2 separate regions of the Mus musculus genome follow, and region 2 is linked to region 1. The links are chromatin contacts, called in public Micro-C maps. All regions are on one chromosome and are shown on one strand. Each heading gives the region's core, a stretch centred on a gene start, on an enhancer-like site or on the middle of the called end of the contact. The rest is flanking DNA. Distances are from core to core; before and after follow the strand shown. Region 1 has its middle 50 kb from the start of Zc2hc1a. Region 2 holds the start of Zc2hc1a (zinc finger, C2HC-type containing 1A).

The links. A called contact is a pair of places that touch in the nucleus more often than the background predicts.
Region 2: a Micro-C map of muscle stem cells shows a contact between it and region 1, with 9 times the contacts expected there. The contact joins the promoter of Zc2hc1a here to the enhancer-like site in region 1. A contact is called at or near these places in 3 of 484 Hi-C or Micro-C datasets (cortical neurons, muscle stem cells and myocytes) and 3 of 9 other capture datasets (adipose tissue, embryonic stem cells and pancreatic islet).

The regions. Positions count from the first base shown.
Region 1 is chr3:7,451,700-7,456,090 of GRCm38.p6, reverse strand. It overlaps the pseudogene Gm8826. Among named protein-coding and RNA genes, the nearest start is that of Zc2hc1a, 50 kb to the left of the region's middle. Within about 2 kb of position 2,565, at least 6 of the 459 cell types and tissues checked have an H3K27ac peak or open chromatin away from gene starts, as enhancers often do. A contact at or near this core is called in muscle stem cells, where this site is marked.
Region 2 is chr3:7,501,633-7,505,791 of GRCm38.p6, reverse strand. It overlaps Zc2hc1a (zinc finger, C2HC-type containing 1A), which reads right to left and starts at 2,366. Exons shown (of 9, transcript NM_173181.3): 1 at 2,265-2,366. The coding sequence starts at 2,280. It also overlaps the pseudogene Gm23592.

The DNA.
Region 1 (4,391 bases), core at 1,316-3,815:
TCCAGCTTCAGGATCTTCCAGGTCGACTTCAGTAGAGAAACTCTGACAAGGAAGGACAACTCTTTCGAATTTTCAGCATAACAAACCAGGTCATTATTTTAAAGCTGGTCTGGGGTTCTTGGTTCTGCTTTTGGTTTGAAGGGGGAAAGCATTAGCTAGTTTGAAGATAGATTTGGTCTCAGACTCAGGCAGCTGATTAAACAAGGAGACAAAGGCATAAAAACACAAGACAAAACTCATTTCCAAAGTCACAGGATGACAGAGGTATATTTATTTTCCTCCAATTTTCATTTTCCTTTATTTTTGCATTTTTAGAGGGTTTGGGAAACACCTCAATAGTTAATGCCTGAGGACATTTTTTCAAGAGTAAATTAACACAGAGAGAAGAGAACATATTTTTAGCACTTTGTTATGATCTTCAAAAAATTACAAAATTGAATTTACAAAGCTCAGCAGCCTGCCTGGCATCTGCTTCAGTGTCCAGCACAACTGTGGTAATGCCTAGCAAAGAACAATGGCCCACGAACCCCAGGGATCTCCAGCTCTGAGTGTCACTACTGTTCTTGCTCCTCTGGTAGATACCAGTCCTTGTGATTCAGCTCCAGGAAGGCATCAAGCCCGGCTATCTCCTTGAGGTACTGAGTGAGCTTCATCAGTTCCTTGTCTTTATCACAGTTTAGATGAGCTTTCACGAAAGGCCTTATCTTCAGTTCATTTTGTGGATTCATTAGAAAATTTTTTTCCTATGTCATCAAACATAGTGGTCTTTTATTGGTTTTCTTTTTTGTTTTTTGTTTTGTTTTGTTTTTGTTGTTGTTTTTGTTTTTTGTTTTTTTGTCTTAGCTGTAGAATTCAGAAAACTTTTTCCAACGACACCAAGAGGCTTCATATCAATGAGCCCTCTTCGTGGTGTGTGCACAGTTACCATGACAGCACTGTCCAGCATGAAGGTAATTTTATAGTTGGCATTTGTGCTCACTCCCAGTTCTTTCATTTTAGCTTCAATCCACTTCATATTTGTTGTAGACCAAGTAACAATGTCATAATCTTCATATGCAGATGTTAGAAATTCATGAAGATATGGTCTCATTAACTCGACCCCAGTCTCTGCACAGGACTTATGATCAAAGCTAGTGTATAATCACCATCCTGCACCAGGAGCTTCCTCCCTTCCCTGGGAGGGCTCAGCACTTCCACTTTGTACTCCTTGACTCTGTCAGAGATCTTCAGGAGGTTTTCCTCCCTATTTTCTACTTCAACTACTCCATCTTCAAAATCACTGATGACATCATCATTGTCCGGGGAGGACATAAGATGTCTTCCAAGCTCTCCTCACCAGTTCCCATCATCATGATTTTAGTACTTGGTTTCAGTTTTGAGAACTCCAAGATTAACATCATTTTCTGCAGGTTTGCCACTAACTTTGAGCACTAGTAATTTCTGATGCTCTGCGAGCACTCCCATAAAGGGTCTTGAGGAACTGCTTGGGATCCAGCGTAGTATCATCTTCTGAGAGCGTGGTCACTGAGTATTCCCGACAACCCCACTTCAGAGTGATGGCGAGTGCCATTCTTCAAGCATATGAAGCAGGAGCTTTCTGTCAGAACAAAACACGTGGAGCGCTGCAGAATCAGCAATGGCGGATGAAAATGCTGGTTGCAGTAGAACCAAAGGAGACCAGAAGTCTCCTCTCCCTACTTGATCCTTTCATTCTTACACCTCATCCCTAGCCCACCCATAAAATCTATTCTATTTGCCCTCCAGTAAGAACCATGTCTTCCCCCTAGTCCCTTTCTTTATACCTAATCTTTCTGGGCCCATGGAATGTAGCTTGACTATCACTTATTTAATGACTAATATTCACATACATACACATTATATTTATCTCTCTGGGTCTGTGCTACCTCACTCAGGATGATTTTTTTTCTAGTATGCCTGCAAATTTCATACTTTCATTTTTATATTATTTTCTTTATTCATTCTTCTGTTGAGGAACACCTAGCTTGTATCTGGCTCTTATGAATACAGCAGCAATAAATATGGTTAAGCAAGTGTGTGACACTAATTTTGGAAGAGCTTATACTTGTTTGGAATTGTGGCACTTGGTGGTGACTACCCTGATGACTCTGTCATAGATCATGGATGACTCAGGGAAATTCTTTAATAATCGAGGTGAGGAAGACTCTGAACAGCATCGCTATGTCGCTATCCTCTGTCTGAAACAACACTGGCTCTCTAATGACTCAGTTATTTCCATACTTGGAACAAACTTGATATCCAGTCACATCTTTGCAAATTAAGATTGGTGTCTCTTTTCTGTTCTTTCATTCTCTTACAAAAGCTGAGTGGTACTTGGGAAGAAAGTAGCCATTGTGCAGAACATGATGAACAAAAAGACTGGAAGGAAACTGGGTTTGTAGGATGGAGCAGGCACACAGCTGTGTATTCTCAAATGTGAGAACAATGAAGATCTCAAATGAGGAAGAGCAGTGGTGTAAGAGTAGGGGAAAAGGAATATGGACACCATGTCTGGGAGGAGGCCTGTGGGGAACCTGTCAGTGGGAGGCTAGTGGGCTGGATGGGAAGAAAACAAATCAAGAAAGAAGACAACTGCCAGCGGGTGGTGTCAGATTGACCCAAGAAGGGAAGGAACAGATGGTCATGTTTTTCCTTCTCAATTGTGAAGTGCTGTCTTTGGAGAATCAGATTCATTGAAAATATTCTTTTATGAGCTAGAGACACAACAGAGTGCTGTCTGAGAGCAGAGAAATGAAACTCCATTGTAAGGCAGTTCCAATAGATGATGGCCAATGTGTATGAATATTTAGCATGTCTAAAATTTGTTTGCTTGGAATTTAGTATAGTAAGGGGCTCTTGAATTTTACTCTTTTTTCCTGTTTTATCTTGTTGACCAGTTATGATACAGTATAACAGATGATTATGTCCTACATTTGCTACAGGGGAAACATCCATTGAAGACACTAAGTCTGAATTTGCTTGCTGAATGTTTTCCAATGCCTTGAATGTGATAAACGCATATAGCCAAAAAGACAAGCAAATGCTTTTTCTTCAGAACACAGTTGATGAGACCAAAAAATTTAATGATGATAAGTTGGAGTGAAAATTGCAAAACTATAAGGAAAAATAAGTAGACTTGGGAATTCTGTTTAATCTTGTACAGAAAAAAAAATGAAGTCTGAGCAGGGGTCCCCATTAGGACAACATTTATGCAGTTCATTGAATGTGTAAGTTCAAGCTGATGCCTGCATGAAGACTTTCCATCTACACTCCTGTCCAGTGCTTCTCAACCTTACTCATGCTGTGAATCTTTAATACAGTTCCTTAGTTCCTGGTAATCCTCAGCCGTAAAATTAATTTTTGTGGTTACTTAGGATTGCAATTTTGCTACAGTTATGAATCATAATTAAATGTCAAATATGTGTGCATCGGTCTGCACCAGGTCATCTGTGGATGTGTTGTAGCTGCTAACTTGGAACTTTTGTGAGACCCCTAACAATGGGAGTGGGTGTTGTTGAGTCTTTTGCTTGCTTTTGAGACTCCTGTTCTTCTTTTGGGTTAGCTTGACCAGCCATCATATAAGGGTGTTTGCCTTTCTTTAGTGTGTCTTGTTTTGTTATGTTTGGCTGTCATCTATTGGAGGCCTGATCTTTACTGAAGAGGAAACAGAGAGGGAGTAGATCTAGGAGAAGCAGGGTATGGAGCTGGGAGGAGTGTTGAGAGGGTAAACTATAATTGGCATGTATATTATGCAAGACAACTCTATTTTCAATTAAAAAATCAATTGAAATCTGTTACTAGTTTCACAGCATTCTCACATATGTGATCTACAGATAATTACAAGGGAAATAGGGGATAGAATCCTAGTGGTCAGCAAGATTGTATTAGAGTAGGAGCCAACTGATAATCTATCAGCAAGATTGTATTAGAGTAGGAGCCAACTGATAATCTGGGATTGTCAAGGAACAGCCTCTGCTTGGAAGGAGCTCTGAGGAAGGGGTGCTTGGGAGCAGCAAAAGAAATGACTCAAAGTCAGTGAGGTGGGTGCAAAGCGACCCTGGTGTTTTGCTTGAGACAGCTCTTTAGACAGTTCAATTAGATAGCTCAGCTCTTGCAGACCAAAGCCCAGTTTTTTTTGGTTTTGTTTTTTTTTGTTTTTAATCAATTCAATTGTTTACCCACGTTCCCTTTTGATTATCCCATGAATCAGCATTCTCTGACCTTAGCCATTTAATTCTTAGAAAAAGAGACCAAGTATAAATTTCTTTAAATACATAAGAATGAATTAAGAGATCTGCCTGCTTTTGGAAACAGACATTAAGTTAGCTGGGTAGAATCCCGTTCTGAGATCAACACTCCCTAAATCTCTTTAT
Region 2 (4,159 bases), core at 1,117-3,616, 50 kb before region 1:
AAAATTATAAGAAAGCTTAACATTTGGCTTCAAAATACAGTGTACAATTTATTAGTTCATTTTGTGACAATTCCAGACATAAAATTCCCAGACCCTCAGTAATGTAAACATTATATGTAAGCAACTAAAATTTCCTTTTAAAGGGTAAGAATAGGCGGCCAGTAACTACTTTCAACTAGAAATGTAAGTCAGATAGATGTCAAAGACTTTTGCTCAATGACAAAGATAAAGCAAACAAACTTGAAGATTGTATGCTACATGCTGTCCTATAACTTTTACTATAGAGAAAAAATAGCAAACAACTTCTTGCTTATTAAGTGAAAGCCTGGGTAAAAAATTAACAAATGGTATCCTTAAGACTCAAAGTTTTGAACTCTGAAAAATGTGACATTGTATGAACTCACTTTTTGAAAGAATGATGGAAGTGGAGTGGGGCTGAAGCCAGGACAAAACCACAAGAGAGCGAGCACTGCTCTTCCACTCAACAGAACACTTTGAGCTCTAACTATGCTGGATCACTTTTAGTTGCCAATATTTACCTGTTCTGCCAGACAGAAACAATGATTTCCTTATATTTCAACCTAATTTATTATAATTGAATGCATGAAATGATGGCATCTTAGTTTGTTCAGGAAAAGAAAAATCAAAGAGTTTAAGGGCCAGTACTGCTTAACATAAACCTGACTCATGAATCATGCTCATTGCATACTACATGAGGATCCTTATGTTCTACACACATACATACATACATACATACATACACACACACACAGAGTGTATATTATACTAGTATTCGATTATTTCTCCTAAATTTCTGATTTAGATAGCAAGAACTTTGACAATTTTTTATTCTTTGCATGCATAGATAAATAAGTGAAACATTGGATGAATATTTCTTTCACTGTAAATATTGATCAGTAAAAATCTGGGAAGTATTCTTAAACACTCTTCATGCAGTATGATAGCGTTGTAAAGTCTTCACACCTATGTTTCAACTCTATTCTCTATACAGTCCCTATACTAGTATAGTTGTAAATCACTAAAATGAGTTGCCTGTAGGGGTATCCAAAAATAGGAGATTTTTGAAAGGTATGCTGTCATTACAATTTCTCATTTCATGTTAATTTGAGTGGTACACCAAGCAAGACCTTCACAGCTAATCTGCAGCATAAATGATCTATTAGAATTCTTTATCACCTTCAAGATGTTTGGAGAAAGCTTAACTGCAAAATATCATTGTGAAATAAAATTCATAATCATATTATTATATTTTCTTTCTGGTACACTTAAATCACTGGGGAAGAGTTATCAGTTACCACTGTTAACTTCGTAACATGTCCTGAAATATTTGACTATCTATAATACAAGAAAATGAAGGGATCAAGTCCCCTATTCATTCCAAGTACAGTAAGTGGTGAAACAATTTTAAGAGAGAAAAAAAAACTATTTTAAGGCAGCAGGATCCAAATTTTCTGAAAGCTTGTATATCAGAAAGATCCCTAGTCTTTTTAAATCCTGAAACTGTTGTCACCACTGTTAAGATTTTTTTTTTCTTCCTTCCTTTGTTTTTTAAGTGAAATGTTGTCCTAGCGCGGGATTAAAATGGATGAAGAAAGGGAAAGAACTGGGAACAAAACAAAATCTGAAGCCATGGCTAAGGCACCAGGATAAAGTGAAGATAAGGAAGCAAAGCTGGCTTTTCCCTAGACCGTCCTCGTGAATAAACCATTAATGTTGAAGCTATTGTCCCTGCTGTAGAGCTCGCCAGGGACACTTCCTTGGGAGATGCTCCGGCATCTCTCCGAGCAAGGTGCGGTAGAAATGGAAGGAATGGACCTACGACTGTCCAAGGTGTGTGTCCAGAGCTCGCTGGAGGCAGGGCAGGTCCTGAGGGGTCAGCAAGAGCTGGCGACCCGGGCGTCGCGAACCTTAACCAAGAATACACTTTGCAAAGATAAGACTCGACCAGAGACACCTAGTGCCCACAGGAAACTCAGGGGTCCAGAAAGGACCCGACATGGTAGTTAGGCCTTGCAGAAGTGAGGACGCGGGGGCTCCAACCCCGCGGTGAAGTCGAGCACCGTGCCCGGCGGGCAGCCCGCGGCCACCGCTCCCGTAAGGGGCCGCCAGCTCCGCCCCGGGTGTCGGCGAGCGCGGGGACCTCGCTGCAGAGCCGGCCGGCCGGCCGCACTTGCCCCCAGACTCCAGGCCCCGGTCGCTCGGGCCCGCTGGAGCCCCGCGGTCGCATCCCCCTCGCGTCTCACCTTCCAGTCCGTCCATGACGCGCCGCCTCAGGCTCCGCAGGCAGCACCCGCCGCCGCCCAGTTCCTGCTGTAGCAACACGGCCGCACCTCCCACACTCTAACATCCCGGCCTCCTATTGGTCCGCGCGGGTGGGGGCGGGGTGACAGGGGCGGAGCTACTAAGGGCGGGGCTGCGCCTTCTGCCACCTCCCGAGGGACTCTCCTTCCACCAAGGTTTTTCCAACCACCCTCCCTGGAAACCGCAGCTACTTTTGTTGGCAATCCGAGATCCTTACACGCCTTTGTTCCACTTCAGCCACATTTAGGCTCACACCTTGTTTTCCAGCTTAGAATGCCTCCGCATCTCGGAGCTCCTCATCTCCAGTCAGTAAGAGAATGTCTTTTTAACAGGTCCCTCTGAGCTCTTGTAACAAGATAAGGGGGCCTTGGTCCAGCACCATCCCGTGTTCACTGCCCTTTTAAATCAAGCAACATCCTCTAGCCTTGTTCTTCAGACACAGCTCTATGGGCTAAGACATTGTTTCCTAGGTAAGTCATATTTTCTGTATGGGACTGTGGAACTGAGATTGCGCCAAACTTCTGAAACAGTTTTCTAACTATAAAAAGTTAGGCCCGAAATTAGAAATGAAACTTCCCCGTTGCACAATCTTTCCCTGGCCAGCACTATGCTTGCCCTCAACTGCAGTTCTGCATCTCATCAAGGCTGTACTGTACTGAGCGCTTTAAACTGGGAAGCTAACCTATCAAGGCACAAAGGTGTCTTTCTGTCAGAGTCAAAATGGAATCCAACCACTCAAACGGTTTTGCTTCACAGTCTAACACATTTTACCCTTACTAAAACTCTTCGAAAATTTTACTTAGCAAGAATAAACCAATCATATTGTTTACTGATTCTGGGGTGTCCATTACTAAGTTATCAATATATTTTGTTCGTAACAAGTCTTACACTGTTTTCTTGTTGAGCAGTTTAATTCAAAAGTTGTCTTAATTCTGTATACACTTAAATATGTCAGTAACTCTCTGATTTTGTTTAAACAAGCAAACGCCAAGAGGTCTTATCTGTGAGAAGACGCTCACAGTGGGTGTGAAGACCGTAGAGTCCGAGTCTGGTACAGAATAGTATAAGAAACTTCCATTCTGCAATTATCTCATGAGTCCTTTCCTTGTTCTGCTCTGGGCTTCCCTGACTTCTGAGTTTCTGGGACCTCCATGCAGGCAACCAACCTAGTTACCCTATATTGGTGTAGAGAGCCCCGCCACCACCAGTCCCCTGGCCATGCTTCTAAGACAAAATCAGATGAGGTTGAGGACAGCTTTCATAAGAATGCCCAAAAAAATAAAAAGAACACAAAAAGAATTATCAAAATAAAGAAGACATTTACTTTGCATATTGCAAGTTTAGACAAATATTAGGATGATGGACACAAGCCTTATTAGCCATAAAATCTACAGTAACATCAATAACAATAATAAAAATAGCAACAATAACAAAAGTACCTTAAGAGGCCCTGCCATCTAGAAGCCTTACAGGTGTGGCTGCTATATCACATGTCTGCCAGTAGATGGCAGAGAGGAGAGAAGCTATGTCTAGTTCAGTGTTCTGACCCATGAATAATTTACCTCACATTTCTGGAAAAAGGCCTGTCAGAAAAGCTACCAGTCTGGCATGAGGGGCCTGTCGGGGGCAGGGGTGGGGGGATGGGGAAGCATACAGTGTCCAGGGCTGAGATGACCATCAGAATGGTGCCATGGGGTCTGGGCAGAGAGGTATCCTGAGATGATTGCCAGTGGAGGGCTATGCAGGCCTAAGGGGATAGGCCATGCCTGACAGGACCCCTGACTAGCACCATAACGCATGAACAGGGCATTGTACTCCTGAGACAACCCCAGACATT